Regions from separate parts of the Drosophila melanogaster genome. Here region 2 is linked to region 1. A link is a contact called in public Hi-C data. All regions are on one chromosome and are shown on one strand. The core of a region is the stretch at or near the end of the contact, and the rest is flanking DNA. Distances in the headings are between cores, read along the strand shown.

Region 1 (6,557 bases), core at 1,087-3,586:
ATTGCTGTGAAGCTTCGCTCATTTGGTAGGGTTTTATTCCCTGCAATATTCCTTGCTGACTCTCCGTTGGAGGACTTTCTTTGAAGTATTTCCTTAGGCTACCAGTCTGTGCAACTGGTTGCTTCCGCTTCCTGGATTCTTTCGTCTTGGCTGCCGACTTCGGCTTGGGTTTCTCCTCAGCAACTGGCTCCATGTGTTTCTCCTCGCATTTTGGTTGAAATTTTGATGGCACCATTCGAGGATTTTGCTCATAAAGCGACAATTTAACAACGGACGAATTCAATAGCTTCTTGTTGATTTGATCCTTGTTGGCCAGAACATCCTTAAGCACCTGCTGTTCTCGTCCTTCGGTCACTAGCATAACCACCTCTCCATTCTTCTTCCTTCCAGTGCGCCCAATCCGCTGAATAAATCTAGTGGGATTAGTGCTGCAAATGTCGAAGCACACAATCATCTCCACCTCGCCGACGTCTAAGCCCTCCTCTCCGATCGACGTGGCCACCAGAACGTTGCTAGTGCCGGATCGAAAGTCGGTCATTATCTGCAGCTGCTGTTTCTGGGTGAGAGCATAGCTTGCTCCAACTGTGCTGCCCTGGCCAACAAAACAGCGCGGACGGAGCACCGGTCTGTGTTGAAGGAGTAGCCGGTGAATCAGCATTACGGATTCACGGTACTCGCAGAAAACAATGGCGCGGGAATCGGGGTTTGCCTATTAAAGAAAACATTTATATTAACAAGGGAATATGTTTATCGGTTTCATGAAAATTATATGAAAACTTCTTTTTTTTTGATTTTTTGCCCCTACCTGAAAGTGTTGCACCAACACCTGTCGCAACTTCTCATATTTGGCATGTCCAAAGTCTAGATCAGATGGCAAAGGCGGCACTTCTCCATTCGTCATGGCATGCGTGGTGTAATCTAGGGGATTGGCACCGAGTTCTTGGCGGACCTGCTCCACCAAATTCCTTAGATTACCATCTCTGGCCAGTACAAATTTCTCTCGCCCGTCGTCGTCTGCATCGAAATTGTTCACGAAGACGCGAAGACCGTGACGCTCCATTAGGTCCAGCGAGTGGTACATGCTGATGCACATGGCGAAGTTGCCCATTATTATGTTGTGATCCGGATGCCGCTGGCCTTGCGCCGATCGTTCGACGAAGCTTTTCTGCTCAAAGAGCAAACTATTTCTGCTCACGGTTCCCTTGTTGCCTTTAAAAATCTCAGCTTCCATAAGCTGGCGTAGGTATGGTTCGATGATCTGCAGCAATCGTTCTCTCGGCTCCTTGATTCTCTCCTTCAGGGAGACCACTATGGTTCGAATCGTCCGCCTGTGTATGTAGGGCTGCACGTCGATCGAGGTGTCCCAGCGCACTTGCAGATTGGAAATGTATAGGTTTCGGCACACAGCTGCCACATCCTCCATGGTTCTTCCTGGTGTAGCGGACAGGGCAAGCATCCGGAAATACCTGTTACGTGCCATCAGACAGTCGGCCACTTGGGTGTAGGCATAGCGACCTTTGGCCCGGTGCGCCTCATCCACCACTATCAACTTGATGGACCCAAAGGGAAAGCTGCATTCGCCATCAGCTTCCAGCATGTCTGAGTGCACCACCTGCGGCGTAGCGAAGAAGACCCGCTTGGAGGCCCACAGCTCAGCTCGTTTGGGTCGAGGAAGTTGGCCTGGAATAAAAATGGGACTGGAGCTTATTTTTTGGATTCAGGACTTGTAAGGCAGTCGGCACATCCAGGTTCTTTTAGTCATATAACCCGGTAAGCATTTGTAAATAAGTCTTCACATTTGAACTCACCTGTTAGCTGCACCGTGTCTTCAGATGGAAAGGGCATGATCTTCTGGGATGCGTGGATCTGCTGCGAGACCAGGGGCCTTGTGGGTGCCATGAACACAATCTTTCCCTTTGGATACCACCTGTAAAAGTTGTACATAACCACCGCCGCAATGAAGGTCTTTCCCAATCCCGTGGGCAACACCACCAGGGTGTTTTTGAACAGCGCCGATTGGACGATGGTTTGTTGATAGGATCGTAGGGGCAGGTTGTTTGGATAAATCCAGTTGTGTCCTGTGGCCATATCGAAACCATCGCAGGCTTCGTCGCAATGTTCCCAACGTGTTCCATCGGCATCCTGAGGATCCAAACTGTGAGAGACTCTGCGCTCGCAGGAGTAAATACAAGTAAATACCTCGCTCTTCTGCTCTTCGTGCATAGCCAAGGCCGCCACTAGGTCTTCGTCATCGTCCATCCAATTCACATCCATGATAGCAGCAATCTTTTGATAACAACTACTGCACGACGATCTACATTTTGTTTTGAAAGTGTTTACATTGCTTTACATTGTGTTTATAACATAACATTCCGTTAGGGATGAGCTAATCATTTTAGGTGGCGCTGTTGGAGTATATCGATCACACAAATCGTGACATGAAAACTAATTTTAGTCTGTAAAACCCTCTAAATATAGGGTAATAAGTAAAAATAAATACAATTCTCAAAAATTGTTAACTGTCTAAGCAAGCTTGAAGCGGCTTCTTATAGCGCGGATTTGCTAAGCCATTAAACAGTGCTCTAAAATGGTGCCAAATACGAGAGTGGCAGCACTGCTCCAGATGGCGCCACTGTGTATATGTTTGCCAAACACTTAAATTCAAATAAAAGCGCGCCAATTTTAAACAGTGACTAAGTTGATTTTAGAGAATAAAGATAAATGAGTGATCAAATGGCAATAGTTTACATTAATTAAAAGAGCTCTTGTATGATTTCCCTTAATCAGTATCATATCGGTGAAAAGTATTGCTAAAATGCCGAAATCCTTACGAAAACGCAGACCCCACAATCTGCCCGGAAATGTCAAGCCCCATTTAATGTCGCCAGTTCGTAATTGGGCGAATACACACTGCGTACTTACAGATTGCCCGAGTACTTTTCGCGATATTTCTGTCGTAGATGTTCTGATTGTCTTAAATTAGGCGCTTCCAACGAACGTTCTTATTTGCTTTTATTTCCCCAACGAAAAGGCTTGGTATCAAAAGAAAAGCAGTACGGGTAGATACAATTAAACTGGTAGCAGCATTAGGATATTTAACAAATACCTTTTAATGAATTGATTAATTAATGGAATGGAACTGAATTTTTAATTTTTAATGTATAAGCCGAATAATATAATTGAAATAATATACTTCCCATGCTGACTAAACTCAACCTTAATTTCTGAAGTTATTCCACAAATCCTTGCCCCTGCTGCTGATGAGGGAAAATGATAATTAGCAAGCACATACATACACTTGGCCAAGTTTGACGGAAAAACATACGTAAATAGTCACAATCTCATTTCAAAATCTTCACCTAATGAGCATTGACCGTGTGTGGGGGAATCTGAGTCCGAGAGCTGGATGTCATGGCCCACTCCCGCGGAAAAGCACGGGCACCGGAGAACGCTCACAAAATGTAATTATATCGCATTATTTGTCATTCCGAGCAAATGAATTGAAACAAATTTAGTGTGACAAATGAATTGTTCACTTATGTATGTAAGTTCGTGTGTTTGCTCGTAGTGGGGGGCTGGGGCTGGGGGAGGGGCACCCCATTCGGCAGCCACCGTGAGCTGGGACAGAAATACCCGGGCACACGGGTACACGGGACACACTCAATTTGCTGGCTCTCTAGTCAATTTCATTTCATTTGCATGAAGTTCTCCCTCTCTTCGGGGCTCCCTCCTCATATAGACAATATACATGAATATATGAATGTACATATCTCGGTGTGCGTGCTATCTGTGGGATATCTGTATGTATCTGTGGGCCATGGGCACTACGCCTTTTGCCTAATTCGGCTTTATGAGCCATGTCTAATTACCAAATGAATTGTGCAATTATTTATTTTTGTTTATTAATTGGCTGCCGCTTTAATGAGCCTAATGACCAGATATCTGAGCGTAGATTCGAGTGTCCTATGGGCACATGTGATGAGTCACAGGTTATTGCGATGCCCTGCCCGACATGGCCAACATAAATGTCATGACTTATGCGCTGTGCTGCGAGTGCTGCGTTGCGATGCGGTTGCCATACCCTTCTCGACTCATCGACTTATCTCCGACGACGCCAAGTCGCCAAGTTACGAGTATTTGCGGTTTACATCATAACGAGCACTCTCCATACAAAGTTGCCCAAGCGGAATCAGCCACCACGGGAAACCAGGCTAGAAAGGGCCCAGACCCTTTTATGCAAAGTGCTTTTAGTCGGGGTTGGGGTGATCCAAAGGGTATTCACTACGGCTGAAACAGTCACTCAAAAAAAATGTTAAGAAGGCCTTTTTTAAATATCCATTGAGATGACGACTATCACATGGCCTAACAAGAACATGTTGCAAGAATGTTATCAGTTGGATTTTACATATGTGCAAGTTTATTTCATATATAATAATATAATTACCTTCTACAGTGCTGGGGCTCAATTCATTCTGGGGTCTTGAAGGATCCATCTCTTGCTCGCAAAAGCACAGTACCTCTGTGGCTTGGGCAACTCATTAGCACTTATTAAAACTAAGTGCTGGGACCTCGGGCGGAAATGGGCCTGGATTTGCGGTGCCAGTTACAATGGGCTGGCGACAGCTGCTCCGGTGGGTAATCAACGTTTCAGCGATTGTCTACCGCAGTTGCTGTGCATTCGAAGTTGCAGTTGCGTCGATTATGGGGCTGCAGTGGCATTCCCAGAACTCAGAATTCAGCGGCGCGTGTCGCTACCAGACGGACAAACAAACAAATGGAAAGACAAACTAAGCCCAATGCAGCTCAAAATGGCTGCCAATTATCTGGGCTGTCATATTTGTTTCCCCGGTTGTTGCCGGGCAATAAAACATTTCGTTTATTAGCCACCACCAGAAGTAATTCGATTTCAACCTAGGCAACACTGAAAAAATATATCTTGTAAAAGTAAGAAATAAAAGCAGCAAAGATACATATGTAAGAACGCTCTTGTCGAGTGCCACGACTATTGGATACCCGTTGATATAAAAACGGAGCAAGCTTACATGGAATACTTTTAATAGATTTCTATAGTCCGAATTAAATAATTTTTTGTAAGCTCAGCTAATTATCACTTGCACATATATATATATTTCTTTAAATACTTTTCAACGAATATATTCCCATTGTATTCCCAATATTCCCATTAAACCTACGATCAACGGGTATAAATATGTGAAACTAATGCCTAGTTAAGCTTGAAAGTATTATTGAAAAAGAGATCACATTTCCATTAAAAAATCAAAAATAAAAGTTTGTATTTCCATTCTTAATTCTATTATCTACATATTATCTGCATATTTTAATATGCATTAATAACTTCAATTCTTGTCATGCTAAATCCTTTTGATGGATGTTTTAAAATTATTATCATTCGAAGACCTAAGATGATTTTAGTGTTATGAGTAAAGAGTTCTTATTTTGATCATTGCAACGATTGATAAATATTACATTCGACGGATCAATTTTTATTGTATGTATGGGAAATGATGTTGAGAATACTTTTTGCAGTGACTCAAGTCAATATTATTTTTAGATATACTTTATTCTGAAACGGCTGCCATTATTGGTTAACTACATATGTATGTTGGCAATTCGAATATATAGGTTGCAAGTAATAATTTTCGCTGTGCAAAGATTGGGAGTTCCATTAGCTGAAATTGCCAAAAATTGCAGGCAAACTTTTGGTTAGCTCGTGTCTGCGGGCAGTAAGTCGAGCTTATGAGAACAGCACCTGCAGGATGAGATACACCGCAGTTCGGAATCATCGGGACACGCCCATGCCGAGCCACGAACACTTCACACTTTCACAGGACGGATCTGAAAGATGCGCTGCTGTGAGCCAACGGAATGAAGTAACAAATTGGTCAACACAATTTCATTATAAAAGCAATAGCCAGGAACCCATCAACCCTTCATCAGATTAAGGCGCAGCTGCAGGCGCCGCTGCCCAGTCGATGCTCGAATCGATTAACCCCAGCGCGGCCAATCCTTTTGCATACATACGTGCCGCACCTGTTGTCATGGGTTAATCGGGCAGCTCTTCTAAGTGCTGACTGCCATGCGATCGGATCGGATCAGATCGGGTGGGGAAAGGGTACATGGATGGTTATGTGGATGGGTTTGTGGTTGGGCATGGGGATGGGGTTGGGATCGCCATCGCTTGATGGCTATCTACTCTAATGGCGTCCAGGGCATTAAATCGGTCGACAGCTTTAATGGGCCCAGAAAGGAAAGTCCTCCGGCACTAGCCCTGGAATTGGATACGGCCAAACGGATATGCTTATGCGGGGAGAGCACGCATCCTCGATCCGGATCGATGGCTGGTAGGTGTGAACACCCGAAACTGTGGCGTTGCATAATTATATGCAATTTGTACCGACAAGGGGTCCTTCGAGGCCTTCCCAGAAGGCCGGGCTACTGAGTTACCTGCTGGGCTTCGCTCTCCCTCTCGCCTGGAGTGATCAATGAATGGAAGCCGACTATTTGCTCACCTAATGTCCGTGGGTGTGCCTGAGCTG
Region 2 (6,557 bases), core at 2,611-5,110, 190 kb before region 1:
AAAGTCGAAGCAAAGTTCAATGCCAAAGCGAAAACAAACACAGACCAAAACAAAAGCCACCGACCAAAATACATTTTGAATGCAACTCCCTGCTTAATTATATACACATAAACCGCAGTCTAAGCTAAATAAAAAAAAAAAACAAGAACAATGGCCACAGAAAAGATGAACAAAATTGTAAAACGAAACCCGAAGATAATTCACACGGTTGGAGCACTTGAGCAAAGGGCATGATAAAGCGAGCAATGAAACCAATAAAATCCTCTGAAAGCTTAGCAAACAAATTTAATGAATGTAATTAAGATGTTGAGATTCGAGTGCGATCTGACCCACATAGATATTTTCCATAGCAGCTGATCGAAACCGTCCTAAAGCCGATAAATCAAATAGCAGGTACTTAAAATCAAACGTAGGCCTTAGGAACTAAGGCGATTAACCAGCCACAATGTCATTCAAAGCCTGACTTTATTAGGAAGTTCAAACACAAGGCAGTTTTATGCTAATTCGGACTAGTTACGCTCTAAGTACAGAAGTTGCACTCCAAATGCACTGTAAGAGCAAGCGTGCCTGAGATTGACATCAAGCAAGCGAATTATATTGCCAAAATAATTGCCACAATTAACTCAACAATGCCGAATGCCGAATCTATCGTACAAAGGCCAGTAAATATCCAAGCCAACAGTCATTAAGCCAAAAAGCAAGCGGCAATTATATCTTAATGCCTGCAAAATAAATACTCTTACCAAAAAAGGGTTTGTTCTAAATGAAAGACTGTTAAAATCATTTAGATTTGGTTCATGGCCTTTATTTAAAAATGTCTTTCCTCATACCTATTTGTTTCTTAAATTAAAGGGAAAAAACAATTTTTCCATTTCCATGCTGAAATAACACTTTAACCAAATAACTTTCGTTGCTGATTCATGGGATCGTTCGTGCGTCTTTAGTGTGTGGAAAAATAACCAATAAATTTGTTATACAATTGTGTAAATATTTGCTTCTCATGAACCCAATTACAGAGATCCCTTCAAAACCAGATGAACCACGCCACTTCAATCACAAGTGGAAGTTACCCATTTTTTGGGTTTCGGCTCCAATTTCGGCTTACAGTGGATATACCCCTCTCAGTGTTTGAGCACTGGGATCTCCTTACTGGCGTATTGATGTCTCATCTGGCATTCATTTTTCATCACAATTTATTTACCCAACCATTTCAGTTCGCCGCTGAACAATTATCTCGAAAAAAATCGAGGCTGCTGAGTGTAAACTCATTTGCATATATATTTTTGCACGACAGCACAAATAATGTGAGCCTTATAAATATATAGATATATGTATATATAAATAAACTAAAGTAGCCCAAAGCGAGCTTGTCTCATAAACAAATTGATTAGCGTCTTTAGCGTTGCACCAAGAGCAGCCCCAAACCAACAAAGCCCACTTGGCACACAAATAAACGCTGATGGATCATGAATAAATTGCTGCGATTTGATAGCGCAAAATGGCTGTTGCCAACCACTGGGATCCCAGATCTGGGCATCATCCTTCCAAAGAGTTCGCAGTTGTGTGCGACCTAATGGGACACACCTCTGTATATGGGGTAATCTCTTCACACCCGGCACGTGTACGGCTAGTTTCAGCTATAAGAAAAATAAATCAATTAGCGTGCTGAGTAATATCAGCGCCCAGCCCTTGCCAATCAACATCTTCCATCCAATCCAGGTGGTGATAACAATAGGGGAATATATTCTGTTGGCACACTTGAGTTGGCATTTTTAGCGGTCGTTCGTTATCATGCAAATTCTCTTGTATGATAATGCAGATTAGTCTAAGTGCCTGAAATTTGCTTTACTCTGAAAAAGTCTAATTTTGAACTTTAATTTGCATTTCAGATACATAACTCCGGCAGCAGCCGCCAATGCAACTGCGACCTCATCAACCTCAGCGTCAGGAGGCGTGGGTGGCACCAACCTGGCGGTTTATCCCACGGCCACCGCCCAGGTTTATCGCTCGAACAACGGCCTGGATGTTCTGGACTGCGCTGGACTGGAGCACCACAACGCGGCCACCACTTCCGGTCACTCAGGCAGCGGCTTCTCCCAGCGCCTCAGGGAACTGGCCGCCTCCGCCGGACTGCTCTCCCTGAAGCCCCGCCAGCCTCTCAAGCCGGTGATCAAGACGCGTGGCTCCCCCGGACCGGAGTTCCCCAAGAAGGTCACCTTTAGTGCCTTTGCCACCGTGCAGGTGGTGTGAAGGGCGTGAACAGTGGGTCTAGCATCTGTTGCATCTGTGCAGGCACAGAGCAAGGTAATAACATTTACTTTTTGTTTTTTAAGTATTTTTAAGAATACTCCAGATCAAGATAATTCTTTGATACAAAATAAACTTTAGAAAAATATGAAATACATTTAAGCAAGCAATGTAATTATACTGGAATAAGAATTGCAACCCACTTTATATTCTGATTTAATATAGTTACATAATAACATAGTATAATATTAAACCAATTGTAAACTGAATTATTCATTGATTCTTTTTCTTCTCTTTTCATTTCAGTATCATCTTGCACTTGTTAACGATTATTTCTTGTTGTTTTTATATTTGTTGCTGTTGTTAAATGTTTAGCCAAAACTATGGAAACCATACACGGAGAAAAATTCCTTAAAACATAAAAAAAAAACATAATAAATTGTTGTGCCATGTCTGTGGCTTGAAATAAAAATGAAAACCATATAGAAATGAATAACACACCCCATAGCTAAAGAAAATACCTCAAGGATCCTAAATAACTGCCCTCCTTTATCTTATTTTATCTGCTTTGCTTAACTGCCCTCCTTTATCTTATTTTATCTGCTTTGCTGTACATTCTGGTAGACTGACATTTTAATATCCTTTCTATAGTTCCTCTCGATCACCCTATCCTAAAACAGTATTTTCCATATTTTCTCATCTTCCGAAATCTTTCCTCACCAACACACCCGAAAATAATTGTAAAATATAACGACTGCAAGTGCAGAAATTCTAAATATTTACTATTAAATTGTAAATATGTACGAATTTTTGCTTATAACAATTAAACAGCAAATATAGTCATAAATATATGTATTCATGTAATATGTAAGTCTGTTTTGTGTATGTGTGTATATATATAAACCATGATTTTGCATTGATAATTATATAGGGTATGAAATCACCTTTCAAATCCACACAAATTTTAATCGAAATTGCTGTATATTGTATTTAAAGTATAATATTATATATATCTTATAAGCCTAATATTATGCATGATAAATAAAATACGATTAAAACCAAACAAACTATTGTCTTTTAATTTGGGAATAAAAACATATGACAAGCACATTAAAAGGGGATCTTCATGGAGCAACTGCTAATGGAAAAGTTTTTCTTTTTGTGATCCACTGCAATTAAAAAGCTGAAGCTCGAAAATGTAAAATCTAAAAGAACGCCCTTTAAATGGTGATCATTGTTCTTTCTTACTTGGTGAATTCATTTCAATTATCAGGTCGGATTTCCCGCCAAAATATAGCAGTCATTTTAAATCGCTGTAACTGTTATGTTAACTATTCGTGTTAACTGTAATCGATCATTTGTGCTTACAGATTAGACGCTAACAGTGCCCAGAGCTAACATAACGCGCTGCCACCTATCGATATATTACCACTCAGAAATTCATAAAATAGAGATGTTACTTAATAATAAAATTGCAATTTGGGATTAAGTTATTGTATGGCTTTTATTTTTTTTAATTTCCTTACATTCTTCCTCTTCTTAACGACACTATCGATATTACATTGCAAAAGTCCGGCAGCGCTTTATGTATCGTAGCTCTGTTATCGATATGTTCCCGCCATTCCCGCTTTGATCATCCTCCAGCCCTGGTCACAAAACAATTTTTGCAAACTGCAGCACAACACGGGGAAATTATTATCAAAGTTAGCCAGTTGCAATGTCTGAATCACCGTGTAAGTTAATAAGATAACTCCCTTAAACATATTTTTTACCGAAATTATAAATTTCCAGCTGAACCGCGCGCTAAGCGCCAGAGAGTAGACAAAAATGGTAGGTTCGCCGCCATGGAGCGACTGCGTCAGCTGAAGGGAACCAAGAACAAATGCAAAGTGGAGGACCAGGTGGACGATGTATACGATGTGGTTGATGAGCGGGAGTACGCGAAGAGGGCGCAGGAAAAGTACGGTGACGATTGGATCGAAGAGGGTAAGTTGGAACTCTGAACTCTATACTTTATAATACTAAATTTTAACTTTTAGATGGTACTGGTTATGCAGAAGATCTTCGGGATTTCTTCGAGGACGAAGATGAGTACTCCGATGGGGAGGAGGATCGGAAGGACTCGAAGAAGAAGAAGGGTGTTGCCCCCAACAGCAAAAAGAGACCACGGGAGAATGAAAAACCAGTAACAGGAAAAGCATCCATCAAGAATCTATTCAGCAATGCAGTGCCCAAAAAGATGGATGTAAAGACCAGTGTGAAAGACGATGATATCCTTGCTGATATTTTGGGCGAAATAAAGGAAGAGCCTGCAGCGACGTCAGAAAAGGCGGAAAAGGTTATAGCCCCAGCGAAAATATCAGTTACGTCGCGTAAATTCGATGCCGCCGCTGCCAAGGAATACATGAATAGTTTTCTAAACAACATCAAAGTTCAGGAGCAGGAACGTAAGAAAGCGGAGGCCAGTAGCGATAACGAGATGCTGGAGCGCATTCTGAAGCCCAAGGCAGCAGTTCCAAACACAAAGGTGGCCTTTTTCTCCAGTCCTACAATCAAAAAAGAGCCCATGCCTGAAAAGACACCTGCAAAAAAAGCCACCGAAGATCCATTCTCCGACAATGAAATGGACTTTAGCTGTCTGGATGACGATGAAAACCAGTTTGATGTGGAGAAGACACAGCAGACCGAGAAGGTTTCCCAAACGAAAACAGCAGCTGAGAAAACATCCCAAAGCAAAGTCGCCGAAAAATCAGCTCCCAAAAAAGAAACAACTGGATCGCCAAAGGAATCGGAATCGGAGGACATTAGTAGGTTGCTGAACAATTGGGAGTCTATATGCCAAATGGACGATGATTTTGAAAAGTCCGTGCTCACCACGGAGCAGGATTCGACAATCTCCTCAGATCAACAGCTTCGGTTCTGGTACTGGGAGGCCTATGAGGATCCAGTAAAAATGCCCGGCGAAGTCTTCCTGTTCGGTCGGACCGCAGATGGAAAGTCCGTCTGTCTGCGTGTACAGAACATCAACCGTGTGCTCTATCTGCTGCCCCGACAATTTGTGAGTATTATTCTACAAATACTTAGTCCTTAGGTGAAGTGTTGTTTCTGAATATATTCTTTTAGCTCTTAGATCCCATTTCGAAGGAGCCCACCAAGCAGAAGGTGACCGTCGCAGACATATACAAGGAGTTCGACAGCGAGGTGGCAAACCAACTGAAGCTCGAGTTCTTTCGATCCCGCAAGGTCACCAAGAGTTTTGCCCATCACGCTATCGGTATTGAAGTTCCGCAATCTTGCGATTACTTGGAGGTTCACTACGATGGAAAGAAACCACTGCCCAATTTGTCGGCTGACAAGAAATACAATTCTATAGCACACATATTCGGCGCCACCACCAATGCACTCGAAAGATTCCTCTTAGATCGGAAAATCAAAGGTCCCTGTTGGCTGCAGGTGACTGGATTCAAGGTGAGCCCAACTCCCATGAGTTGGTGTAACACCGAGGTCACATTGACAGAGCCCAAGAATGTAGAGTTGGTGCAAGATAAGGGAAAGCCAGCGCCACCACCTCCACTTACGCTACTATCGCTTAATGTTCGCACCTCAATGAATCCGAAAACATCGAGAAACGAGATATGCATGATTTCCATGCTGACCCACAATCGTTTCCATATCGACCGCCCTGCTCCACAGCCCGCTTTCAATCGACATATGTGCGCTTTGACTCGCCCGGCGGTGGTTAGTTGGCCTTTAGATTTGAACTTTGAGATGGCAAAATATAAGTCTACCACAGTGCACAAACATGACTCAGAGAGAGCCCTGTTGAGTTGGTTCTTAGCTCAGTACCAGAAAATAGATGCAGATCTCATTGTAACCTTCGATTCCATGGATTGTCAACTAAATGTAATAACCGATCAAATTGTAGCCCTGAAGATTCCCCAATGGTCTCGAATGGGGCGACTGAGGCTGAGCCAATCGTTTGGCAAGCGATTGCTGGAACATTTCGTCGGCAGAATGGTTTGTGATGTAAAGCGATCTGCAGAGGAGTGTATAAGAGCAAGATCCTATGATCTGCAAACGCTATGCAAACAAGTACTGAAGCTTAAGGAATCGGAGAGAATGGAAGTGAATGCCGATGATCTGCTAGAGATGTATGAGAAAGGAGAAAGCATTACCAAGCTCATATCGCTCACCATGCAGGACAATTCATATTTACTAAGGCTGATGTGTGAGCTCAACATCATGCCGTTGGCGCTACAAATCACTAATATCTGCGGCAATACCATGACCAGGACCCTTCAAGGAGGTCG

The links. Hi-C and Micro-C count contacts between places; a contact is called where the count stands out from the background.
Region 2: a Hi-C map of the S2 cell line shows a contact between it and region 1, with 4 times the contacts expected there. A contact is called at or near these places in 16 of 107 Hi-C or Micro-C datasets (the D17-c3 cell line, the Kc167 cell line, the ML-DmBG3-c2 cell line and 7 more).

What each region holds. Positions count from the first base shown.
Region 1 is chr3R:21,478,104-21,484,660 of dm6, reverse strand. Fancm (Fanconi anemia group M helicase) reads right to left here and starts at 2,336. Exons shown (of 6, transcript NM_001275877.1): 1 at 2,200-2,336; 2 at 1,809-2,142; 3 at 806-1,680; 4 at 1-709. The coding sequence starts at 2,274.
Region 2 is chr3R:21,669,053-21,675,609 of dm6, reverse strand. It overlaps PolA1 (DNA polymerase alpha subunit 1), which reads left to right and starts at 3,860. Exons shown (of 6, transcript NM_080488.3): 1 at 3,860-3,980; 2 at 4,039-4,233; 3 at 4,287-5,305; 4 at 5,371-6,557. The coding sequence starts at 3,965. It overlaps CG31176, which reads left to right. Exons shown (of 3, transcript NM_169963.2): 2 at 1,890-2,304; 3 at 2,554-3,307. The coding sequence ends at 2,250.